2 separate regions of the Mus musculus genome follow, and region 2 is linked to region 1. The links are chromatin contacts, called in public Micro-C maps. All regions are on one chromosome and are shown on one strand. Each heading gives the region's core, a stretch centred on a gene start, on an enhancer-like site or on the middle of the called end of the contact. The rest is flanking DNA. Distances are from core to core; before and after follow the strand shown.

Region 1 (6,494 bases), core at 2,544-5,043:
GTGTCCTTTTTAATTAATTCATTCCTTTATATTTATTTACTTATTTGTTTTGAGGTGGGGGTCTCTCTGTGTAGCCCTGGCTGTCCTAGAATTAATTTCATAGACCAGGCTGGCCTTAAACTCACAGAAATCAGCCTGCCTCTGCCTCTGCCTCTGCCTCTGCCTTCTGAGTGCTGGGATTAAAGATGCTCTACCACGTAGTGCATACAGCCCCTTTTAAAACTCTCCTCCTAGTTTGTAGTGAGCTGTCTGTGTGCTGTAAGGACTTTAACCTATTTAATTGTAATCTCTTCATACAGCTTGTACAGCCATCTGCAGAAACATAGTGTGGGCCTTTGAGCCTCAGAAAGAAGTGGCTACTCTACTTCCAGCATCAAGGTTGGATTTCAGACAGGAAAAAAAGGCAAGGCCCCAAATGGTCTTTTGCCAGAAAAATGGGAGCTTTCTAGGAAGTTCCAGACAGTAGCCTTCCACTCACATGCCTCCTTCAGCTGCAAGAACTGCAGAGGCATTGTATCTACAGACATTGCTGTCCAGGTAAGAGAGTCATCGTATTTCTACCAGAGGAACAAAATATAGAAGGACTCAATCATGAGGCTGCAAGCAAAGAACTAGTTTTCACATTTGTACAACGTTACAAATAACTTACTGTCATAATTCTTCTCCTATTTCATACCTTAGGATTTCTTTATTCAATATTAATAATAAAATTGGTACATGCACTATGGAACATAATATGGATATTCCTCAAAAAAAAAAAAAAATACAGAGGACTGGCAAGATGGCTCCATGGGTAAGGGAGCCTGCTGCTAAGGCTAAGGGCAGGATTTGATCCCTAGAACCCACATGATGGAAGGGGAAAACTGACTCCCATAAGTTACCTGATGATGTCCACATGTTCACTGTAAGATGCATGGTCATGTGCACTCACACATACACACACACACAAATTAAAAATTACAGTATAATCCAGCAACTCCAATTTCTTGGTATACATCCAAAAGGAATGAAATCAATAAGTCGATGAAACGCCTGTTTTGTTTTTGGTTCTGGTTGTGAACTGAGTGCTTCCCATCCATGAGTCTTTCACTTAGCCCAGCCCATGCAGAGAGACCTGTGCTCCTAGCCTCACTGAATACTGCTCACAATAACTCAGCTATGGAAACCATCTAAGTGTCCAGTAATGAATGACTGGACACAGAAATCATGGCACATTTGTATAATGGACTATTTCTCAGGCAGAAAAGGAAGACCCTGACATTTGGAACAATATGGTTGAAACTTAACAATCTGCTAAGTCAAATAACCCAGACAAAGAAAGGCAAACACTGTAAGTGCTTATATAGAGAATCTAAAATTGTTGAACTTAAAGAAACTGAGAGTAGAATCATGTTTGCCAGGTACGGGACCAGGAGGGTAGGAAAAATGGGTAGATATTTGTCAAAGGGTACCAACTTACAGCTGTAAGATGATCATACTCACAGGGGCAGTGAGCAGGATATAAAATGAACATGTTAAAAAAAAAAGACCTTACTCTGGGAATCTAATGTACAACATATATGCTGATGCGTTAACTTGACTTGGAATCATTACACAGTTTGTGGGTGTGTGTATCACATCATGATGATATATAGCTTGAACAGATTAATTTTTATCAATTAACTATTAAATATAAAGCTATTATTACATTAATTAAATATTATTTTTAAACTTCTATTTAAATATTATTTGAAAGCACCAGCAATACTTGTTTCCATTTATTGGGGCTTTTCTGAGTATTTTACATCATAATGGAGTTTCTTTGTCTTTTCTTTTTTTCTTTTCTCTTTCTTTTTCTTCTTTTCTTCCTTCCTTTCTTCCTTCCTTCCTTCCTTCCTTCCTTTCTTTCTTTCTTTCTTTCTTTCTTTCTTTCTTTCTTTCCTTCTTTTTTTTTTTTTTTTTGAGATAGGGTTTCTCTGTGTAGCCCTGGCTGTCCTGGAACTCAATCTGTAGGCCAGAATGGCCTCCACCTCAGAAATTCACCTGCCTCTGCCTCCAGAGTGCTGGAGTTAAAGGGTTGTGTCGCCACTGCTCAGGAGAGACATTTTTTTTAAAGCCCTTACTTTAACTGACCAGACCAGATCTTTATGCCCTGGAACCCAGTCACCACCACCTGGCATGCACGATACATTTTCACCCTTGGTTCTGTTAGGCCTCTTCTAGCAGAACTCCTAATAGATGGAGAGACTGAAAACCTGCAATAGTAAATAAATCTAACAACTGAGCTCCAGTGTACCCTTGCACCATTGAGGTGTCACTGATGGCCTGAGTTTCTTTTTCTTCTCGTTTACATCATAAGGAGGAGGAATCCACCATACAAGATGGAAATGCTGGTCATAGATAAGAAACCTCTTGTGTCCTCAAGGCATGGCAGGAATAGGAGAGAAAGGGACTGGGAGTCATACATTAGGGACCAGAGGAAAGGGTTCGAAAATAATGACCAGAGAGATTTCAGTTAATATGAGAAGTAGGTCCTATGAAAACAGTTACTATTTCAGTCTTGAAACTCATGCCAATCATCCACTTATCCAATAGTAGAATAATTCAATGCCAGGCATCCTCTTGAGTAGATGAGAGGTACAGATGAGGTGATCTTGGGAGTGAACTGAACTGAACAGGCATCAGCCTACAGTCCTGTTTGTGGTACTGCCTTGGGACCTGTCTGAGGGACCACTCTACCACATCTGATACCCTCATGAGTGGGCAATGTGACTCCCAGAAGGCATGGTTATCAAATGAAAATCCCAGGCATGTGATAACACCCTATGAGTCAATGGTTATGGGAGGCCAGAGTCTCCCCAAACGATACGAACTATGACAACTGCATTGAGTGCTAAGCGCTAATCTGGACTCTATATCAACTCTTCGTCTCTATGTGAGGCTCAAGGAATATCACAGAAGAGAAGGCTGAAAGAATTTAAAACTTGGAAAATTGTGGCCGTGGTTAAGAGCACTTGCTGCTCTTTCAGAGGACCCAAATTTGGCTGGAATCTGAAATGTGGAGCAAAATTTAGCTTACCTAACACACTGAGAGAACAAAATGAAGCAGAAGGTATGAATCTGTTTTTATCAATGTTCAAAGTTCCATGTGATTGGAAGGAAGTGACTGCTTGTGATGGAGGCAGCCATCGAGGAGTTCCTTATGAAAGTTAGAGAGAAGCCATTGTGGAATATGTTCCATGATCCTGGGCAAAGCTCTGGTACCATTCCTACATTTCTGGGGATCAACTGCAAAACCACAGAACAGCAGTGTTGCCACCAAGTCTGCCCCCTGACTGATGCCTCTCCCCTCCAGAGGGAATACACCCCACCTGGAAGCTTCTGTCTTTATCACAGCCTCAATAAAAGACGATGGTTGTCTGAGACATGATTTGCCATGGTAACATTTCAACACACAGGAGATTTCAAAGATTCTCAGCAAGAACCTGGCTGAAATTAGAAATTTACACTAGACGCACGACGGTATAAATTCACTTTCCAAACATTTGTTCTTCCCTAGGTTTGCAGCTTTTACTCCAGAACAGCCCTGTTTTGCTGAGAGTTTCACACGCAGACTGCAAGAGAAAGCCGAGAGAGGAAGTCTGCCCCAGCCAGCCAACCTGCCCTGCCTTCAGGACGAGCACATCTGGAAGCGTTTCAGGAGCAGCCTCTGCCTGCACAAGGCTTGGGTTCCCAGAGGCTGCAGGAGTGGAAGAAACCCGAGCCATTCAGGCAACGCAAGCGCAAGCGGAGGTGGGTGTGGACGGCTGAGGCACACTCAGGGCTCGCAAGCCATTTGGGATTTCCAATGGGATCTGGGAAGCAGCTGAAGCAACAGGCAGCTTAGTGGTCCCGCGAGGCCAGCCGCAGTTTGAATGCTCAGCTCTGCAGCGGTTCTGGACCAAGTTGCCCAAAGCCTACCCTCACATCCATCAGGTAAATACAGCAATTACAAGCAAGATAATCTTTCCATTTCACCCTTTCTGTCTACACCACTTGTTTATTTTGCTGTGAACTCAGAGAAGTAACTCGGAGGAGGCAGACTGCCCCCTTCACAGCCTCAGCCTCCAGAAGCCCCCTAGTTTGTAATGTAACATCGTAAAGAACCTTTCTATTGCAGCAAACCCAAGACGCTCACTGTATAAGCTTTTCACATCTTGCTATTTTTGCAGAGCAGAGGCTAGCCCTATTCTCCCATCTCTGCCCTAATGGTGATTTGTTTGTTCGTTTGCATTGGATTTTAAGTTGCATTGGGGATCAGGAGTTAGACATGACAGAGATCAGTGTTCGCATTTAATGTGAGTCTGTTTCTGAGCCAAAATGACATAACTGAGTTATGATTCATGTTTTTGGAATCTGTCCTGAGAAACTCTTCAGGGGCCTCCATACCCAATAAGAGAACTGGCAGTTAATTCTGTGGTTTTGTTGTGGTATGGGAGTCACAGTGTTTGATTTAGCATCCAAAGACGCAGGATGTTTGTCCTATGCAGCCTGCTGGCCAATAGGACGCTGGTGGGTTGGTTTTGCCTTTTTTTTTTTTTTTTTCTTCTCGAAATGTTTTGGTATTGCGCTTCTTCGAAATATCCTTTTGGTATTACATAATGGAATTCTAGTTCTCCCTCTGATACAGCCAACAACAGAGCTGTGCCCTACAGTAATGAAAGTGTGGGCTGTGTGCCACCTGGGAAGACTTTCATAAGCCTGATTCTGGTCATATCTCATCCATGTGCCTACATTTTCCTATCTGCAAAATGGAAATAAAGTGATACAATGTAACATGTGACACACAGATACAAAGTAAATGTGGCACATAGGGCCAGCTTCCCTGGCAATGCTGATAATGACAATGAAGGTCACAGAAGTGACACATGCTGAACTGGACAGGTCCCTGCCCCGGACATTCTGATGTTTTTGAGTGTTCCTCATCTCCCAACATGTTTTTTCCCCAGGACCCTGCTTTCTTCATCCTTCCACAATAATACCTAAACCCTCCATCTCTCTCTCTCTCTCTCTCTCTCTCTCTCTCTCTCTCTCTCTCTCTCTTTCTCACACACACACACACACACACACACACACACACACACACACACACATCTCCGCTCTTCATCCTCCTCTCTGAAAGGCATGTTCACTAAGTCACCGTTTTCATTCCTCATTCCCAAGAAACATCGTTCTCTTATTGCTTCCTTGATGTCAGAATATTTCAAAGGATGTTTAAGAGGATGTAGTCCCACTGGAGAAGGAGCTCCAAGCCCCTTCAGACAGAGCAAAAACTAGAAAAACACTTTAAAGGTCCTGAGAAATATCTCAACAAAGAATGCCACTTAAGGACATTTTAGCATGTGGCAGTTCCCAAACTTGAGTCATTTTATCACATACATGAACATGGCTTGGCACATGCTCTGGTACTCGCTGTTCTGACCACACTTGTTTTCATGTTGGCTCCTTTATGAAATCCTATTTGATAGCACTTCTGGTGAGCAGCCACGGGGGTGCTGTGTTCTTCCTCTAAATGCGATGTCTGTGGTTCCAAAAGTTCAAGCGCTTAGGACTTGACCCTTAAGTCAGTTTGGGGAGATGGTATAGAAGCTTTGGGGGTGATGGTGCCCTATGGGAGACGTTCACAGCACGCGAGGTATCTCTTGTTCAGTTACACTGCTCATGACGTTTCTCCCAGTGCATTAAGCATAGTCTCTAATGTTGAAATCATTCAACAGCAGCTTGTGGGCACCTTTGTCTTTATTTCCCTCTTACCTTTGGACAACCAGGTCTTTCCCAGCACCATGGCAGATCTGATTAATCAATAATTATCTCTACTCTTCTAAAGTAAGAGCCTGGTGGTAGCTTTAGATTTCTCTCTATCAACTGATTGGCATTGACATGTAAAATAAATCTTTGGGGCTCTGAATTTTGAGGTATTTTCCTTCCCACTTTTGTCTTTTCTTCCTAGACAGAGCTAATCTACCCTTGGCCACTGCCTGGTCTGAAAGAACTCTTCTCAGGTCTTCCCAGGAACTGCTAAGGCAGCTATCCATGCACCATCCCCAGGGCTGGGGGCTTTGAACAACATTGTTTCTCAGGGCTAGCCTAGCTCTCTGTGCTCTGCTTTATGTCCTAGGCAAGGCCTGAGGCCCTCTGTCTTCTTGCTTCTCTTGAAGCTGCCACTGTTCAGGACTTTGCCTTGGGAGTTCTTCGGTCCATCATTGACATTTGATACCTCCCAAAGCTGCCTCCAGCTGTAATGAAGACAGGGTGACAAGCTTTTCTACACTGAATGATTATTGACTTTTATCATACTGAAAACATGACTCAGATGTCATCCAGCTTGGAAAAGCTGTGGGTCTTCCTGCCTTCATCCTTGGAATGGGACCACTGGCTCATCTGTAATGGGCTGATGACTCCTTTCTCCCGGGAGACAAGCAAAGTAACAAGAGCCGCTCATTCCAACTATCTTTAAGAAAGGACAGGCAGACCCA
Region 2 (6,052 bases), core at 2,742-5,241, 480 kb before region 1:
TGGCTAGAGGCTGAGCTCCCAGCATCCTCCAGACCAGCGCTTCTGAAAAGCACGAGGTATGTCCAGAATGGTCTCAGCACTGTTCTCAACACAGACACTTGGAGCCAGTGGTGGTCTGACTGCCCTAGACACCTTTGAACCCAGGACAAACGAGGCAGAGCTGGTACGCTCTTCCTGTGTGGCTAGAGCCTACAAGGGAGCTAACATAGTGAAAGCTAGCATTGGGGTGCACTCCGCTGGCTAGCACAGCTTTGGGCAGGTTTTCAGGCCAGTGGGGAGACTTGCAAATCAGTTTCCGTGGAAGCACCGAATGCTGATTACACTCTAATTTCTGCTTCAGGAACCTCTCACTCAATTAGGGCTGCAGCCAGAAAGGGAGGAGACGGTGATGGGCAGTGAGGTTGCAGTCATCATCATCATCACCACCACCACCACCACCACCATCATTACCCACCACCACCGCCACCATTACCATTATCACCATCATCATCGTCACCATTACCATTATCATCATCATCACCCATCATTATCACCATCATCATAAATTTATTATTTCGGGTCTTTGTGTGTGTGGTGGGGCGGTACACATCTATGTGGGTACACGTTGAGGTCAGGGGTTCACAGCAGGAACCTTCCTCTGTCACACCCCACCTAATTTCTTTTGAAGCAGAGTTTCTCACTGAACTATAATCTCATCGACTCAGCAGGTGTAGCTGGCTAAGGCACCCTAGAGATCCTCTGTCTCTGCCTCTCCAGAGACGGGCTTACTGGCACACATGACCCTGGCTGGCTTTACATACAGGTGGCTCTAGGATCCAAATGAAGTCCTCGATCTCTACCCAGAGCCATCGCTCCAACCCTATTCATCCTTATTGTTCTTACTGCTGTTGTTTAGTTTTGAAAAACATGCTATGCATAGCAGTTATCGGCTCTTCCTGTCGCCCCTCCAGCCCACCTTCTCTGTGGGTTCACACAGTGTGCCTGGGGCTCCCTGGACTAGGGGCATGGTAGGCGCTGTCAAATGACTGGTAGGCTGGAGAATGGGGTGTCCCCTTCTGGGCTTTCAGTGTGGATTCCTGTTTAAACTCAACAATAAAGGGATTCATTTACTCATTCAACAAACACTGAGGGCATTTGGTGTGGTGGGCGTGTTCTCTCTCCTCTCTCCCACTCTGCTACTGTCTAAGGCACCACTGCAGAGGTGAGGTAGCTTTGGTGGCCTTGCTGAGTGCCACTTGCCTGGGGACATCACTGTTACTCCCTGTCATGACTGAGAGGGTGTGGACTTGTGTCACTCCAGACACCTGGACAGATGACAGCTTCTACAGCTTGCCTATCTGCTCTTAGCTAGGATACACATCTAATGATCTTCCAGTGGCTCAGTGGGGTGACAGAAGAGCTTCAGAGGGCTTGCAGGGTCTCAAATGTGTAGGACACAGAATCTGAGCAATCCAGACCTCCCACACGCCCAGGCAAAGGATGGCCACAGTTCATTCTTGAAGGCTTTGATGATGTCATTTATCATTGCTATGATTACATTATCAAGAGGGGGAGCCAAGTGAAAGCCCATTTCCTTTCAGATCGCAGACACCTATCTGCTCACTAGACCCAGGGTAGACACCCCATTGGGTGTTGACCTGGGCAGAGTCTGGTGCCCCGTGTCCTGGATTTCTCCCCAAACACCTCTGCTTTCCCATCCGCTACAATGTATCTGTCTCTGTCTTGTATCCTAGTCTTCCGTGGCCCTTGATTCTGCCTGGCAGTGAGCTGTTCAGACACACCAACCCTTGCCAATGGGTTCCGCAGGGGATACATGAGAATCCCAAACACCACATTCATGCTGAGGGGTGACATTGCAGTCTATAACATCCCGGCGGCCTGACTGAAGCTCTGTAACTAAGAGATGACATTGCCACCAATGTCCCTCAGCCTTGGCACACTGCAGCCTATCTTTGCCACCAGCATACCAGACCAGTCCCTTACAGAAAACCCCATTCTGGAGCAGGCTGGATGCCCTTCTTTCTCTCAGCAGAATGGGAAAAAGAAGGCACATACCCTTTGATGTCTGGCCAACCCCACCGGATTCTCCTGCTTCTTGTGGAAAGAGTCTATTTTTAGTCTGAGCACCAGGTACCAATTCTAGGCAGCTGGTTTACCACCGCAGCCTGCTAATTACAAGCCCCTTAATTTCTCAGTTTCCAATCAGCTGCCTCAGTTTGCTCTGAGCATGCGGAGGGTCCCTACACCTGGGAGGAGGGGCGTCTGATCTGGTCTCGCAGGAAGCCTAACTTCTGAGTGAGGTGTCAGCAAATGAAAAGGACAAAGATTCCCTTTGAACTCTGAGGCCTTTGAACCTGGAGTCAAGGGTGGAAGAGCCTTTGATGGGGGATTTGATGGGGGATTCTGTGCCATTTAGATGGATGAGAAGGATGCGGCTGCCCCTCTGATGCTCAGAAAGGGACCTGAGCTGTTGGTCCTGCTGACTGCTGACAGGAGTCAGCTCTGAATGTCATCACCATGGGGGCCATACCTGCCAATCGCACCTCACCGCCTTTCGGCACGGATGGACAGAGAAGACAAGGCCAGAAGATGTGAAAGCGCATCTGTTGCCAAATTACACTGGGATCATCCAGATGGCGGATGTCAAGATGGCGGATGGCAGGCTGTTGAGCTAGCCTACTGCAGACCATTCCTATTGTATTTGGCAGTTTACTCTTGCCACGGGTATACCCCATCCTTAGGCATGCGGCAAGCACCACAGGAAACAGTTGTGTTTGGGGGATGTAGGCATGAGGGTGCTCAGAAGACAAGGTCTTAGTCGGGTGTGTCAGGATGCCTTTGAGTGGGATTTGGGGAATTCATCTATTTTAGAACAAAGATAGAACTTGGGGACTTAAGTCAGTGATGGAGTACTTGCTCAGCATGAGTGAAGTCCTGGGTTCAATCCCCAGCATTGAAAGAAAAGTGTGCCTTGCAGAAAGCTCAATGCTTAGCATTTCCTACACCAACAACTTTGGATTTTGGAGTAAAACATGCCTCTACTGCAGCTATGCACTAGCTCCCTTGTGAAGCAAGTCCCCATTAGGTGACGGAGAAGTTGCAAGAACATCTACAGCCCTCTTGAAAGAGTGAGGTGAGAATTCTGGGATTTCACAAAAGGAAGCCATTAAGGCTGGAAGGAAGGAAGAGACTTGGCAGAGGAACGTGGGGGAGGAGCTGACGGTCTCGCATGCGATGGTGGCCCTGTATGTGAGGTAGGCTGTGGTCCCCAAGGTCACACTGAAGGTCAGTGACACAGGAATTCTCCATTAATAATGGGCAGCATGGCTGTGAGGGGCAGACAGGAGCCTGGAGGTCTCTTGGAGACTGGCTATACTATCTCAATCACAGGGGAATTCACTGCCCCCCCCCCAAGCCTCTACGAGAAATGTCACATAGCCTCAGTTAGACTACAGGATCCTTTCTCTAGCTAAGAAGCTGTTCAGCCAGCACCTGAGATTCCCCAGATGCTTTCCCACACTAATGAGGCATTTCGGTGCCCTAAGCCCTCAGCCAATGACCTTTGCCCACCCTGGATGTTCCCAGCCTCAGTCCCCACAAACTCTATAAGCCTTGAATCACCATAAGTAAAGTTGATCTGCTTCCCGATAGCTGGTCCTGGTGTGGTTATTTGCCATATGTACTCACAGGGCTCCCGAACCCCAGCTCGTTGTCTCTGATCCCACTGCCTCCGTGGACTGTATCAGCCCACCATCCATCCACGAGAGCCAGGAGAACCACATTCTAGCAATGGAATATGCCAAGGGGCCGTGAAGGGACGGAGGTAAGCACTCAGGCCTTGTAAAGCGATCTATGCAGCAGACACTCTATGAAGAAGACAAGATGGTGTTCTGCATGGTAGAAGGCTGCCCACGGCAATGCTGGCTTGGGGCTGGGGATGCACTCAATGAGCAAGCCATGGCTGAGTCTGAGCTACTATTCCTCCCTCGAAACCTTATTTCCCTGCCCCCAATCCTGTGAAGGTTCCTGGAGAACAGCTGGGAACAGCTGGGAACAGCTGGGAACAGCCCCAGGCAAAGAAGCCAAGTCACTGTCCCCCAAAATGCATGTGTGGCGGCGAGCTAGGCAAACACCCACCCCAGACACTGAATACATAGTGTTCTTTGGCTAGCGGGGGTGGGGGGAAGGAGCAGGTGGAAGAATTGCTGCTGACCACATGATGCTAAAGCACAGGGGTGTTCCTGGATTAGCTGGGTGATGTCATTTGACCACAGAATCTTTCCTACAGAGGGGGAGTCAGGGGACATGGTTGGGGGGTGGGGAGGGGGAAGCAGGGAGAAGGCTCTAGCCGGCTGCCATCCCCTCTGAGGACAGAGAGATCCGTAAGCCAAGGGACACAGGTGGTCTTGGATGCTACATTGCCTGTGGATTTCAGACACATGAGACCCACGTCGACCCCTGACTTCCAGAACCGTGGTATACATTTGTGCTGCGGCATGACAATGAGTTTGTGGGAATGTGTTATGACAGGAAACTGAAACAGCTGACAATATTTCCTTCCTCAAATAATTTATGAGCTGTTTTCTCTGTCCTGGCATGGTTGAAGCACTATCTGCGTTAAATACTTTCTAGAATCTTCCTTGTGTTAGTCCCACATGGGGCTTAGTGCCAATGGAGACAGAATTCTTACAGAAGTTTGGGTAGAACAACAAAACATGCCTCTAGCCTTCCGAAGGTGACTTCGTGTACTCATGAGCGAATATAAGGAAGGGACTGTGAGTGGCCCCATTTTATAGATGGGGAGACTAAGGCAAGGGGTGACTGGGCAATGTGCTCCTGTAATTACTGTGTCTGATGCTTTGGTGCAAGGGACAAGGCTGGGAAGCAAGGAAGGTGCTTGCAAGGCCATGGCCTTCATCATTTTATTCTGGCCCAGAGGTGCCAAGTCCTCTTTAAGATGGGCTCCCATGACACTGGCTGTGGAGTCCGATGTGATCACGAATGGAGGTAATTATGGTCTACCTGACAGTCACCAGGCCTCCCTGAGCTAAGGACAGCCTTTGGAGCATGCATTATGTTTCCCACACTGGGAAGCTTGTGGAGAAACTTACGAGGCTGTGTCCTCTCAAGAGAAGCAGGACTGGTGACCCACTAAGTCCATGCACCTCTCGGCAGGGCTCCCTGTGGGTGGCAGTGAGTGGCCATGCTTCATGACGGAGGAAACGGAGGGTAAGACATATGAGTTGAGGGAGGGGTGGTCTACATGGATGGGGGCCCCCGAGGGAGCAGGCGGCAGCAACAGGCACTCTTGGCAGCCAACTGGCCCAGGCCTGCCAGCCCTCTCTCTGCATCTCACTGCAGCTTCCAATGGCCTGGAGTCACCAGGCACAAAGGGCCTGTTGAGAATAGCCACCAGAAAGGGGCCCAGCGCAGCTTTATTACCTGGCCTCTCCTGCTGCCTCTCTTGGATTCTCAGGTAGTCTCTGTCCATCTACATACCTAGTGTGGTCCTAGATGTTGACAATGAACTGGTCATGAGAGCCAGAACTGTCCTTGTGGGACAGACAGGAGAGAGGGCAGGCGTGCACTGGAGAGCTGTTCTTTCCTGAGGCTTGCAGGCCTACAGCACAAAGCCAGGTCAACTGTCTTGCTCCCAAGATACCGTCTTTGCTGAGCTGACTTCTGCTCAAGAGGGGCACATCCCCCTGACCTCTGATGGTTCCTGACACTTTACATGAAATCCCAGATGGGAAATGTATGACTGGGCCACATCTAGAATCCTAGGACAGGGATAAGCACACTCTATTGTGCCCAGATCACTTAACATGTGTGAATTCGTCTGCCACCACCCGGAAGGTCCTCCACTGTCCCTTCCCAGGATGTGCAAGGGCATATGTGTTTGTATGACTTCATGAGTGACTGAGCATGTATTTATGAGTGTCTTACTCATGTTTGTGAGCATGTGTGGGTGTACACTATCTATGCATATGTATCTGTGTGTTACACACTGTGTGAGTGTGTAAAGGTCCTACTGTGAGACATAGGAAATCAG

Evidence for each region. A called contact is a pair of places that touch in the nucleus more often than the background predicts.
Region 2: a Micro-C map of muscle stem cells shows a contact between it and region 1, with 7 times the contacts expected there. The contact joins the enhancer-like site here to the promoter of Glt8d2 in region 1. A contact is called at or near these places in 3 of 39 promoter capture datasets (the HPC-7 cell line, cranial neural crest and embryonic stem cells), 1 of 484 Hi-C or Micro-C datasets (muscle stem cells) and 1 of 115 datasets of contacts at active chromatin or transcription factors (bone marrow-derived macrophages).

What each region holds. Positions count from the first base shown.
Region 1 is chr10:82,687,949-82,694,442 of GRCm38.p6, reverse strand. Glt8d2 (glycosyltransferase 8 domain containing 2) reads left to right here and starts at 3,793. Exons shown (of 10, transcript NM_029102.3): 1 at 3,793-3,954.
Region 2 is chr10:83,166,955-83,173,006 of GRCm38.p6, reverse strand. All of the region lies in intron 2 of Chst11 (carbohydrate sulfotransferase 11), which reads right to left. Among named protein-coding and RNA genes, the nearest start is that of Slc41a2, 170 kb to the left of the region's middle. Within about 2 kb of position 3,991, at least 47 of the 459 cell types and tissues checked have an H3K27ac peak or open chromatin away from gene starts, as enhancers often do. A contact at or near this core is called in the HPC-7 cell line, bone marrow-derived macrophages and muscle stem cells, where this site is marked.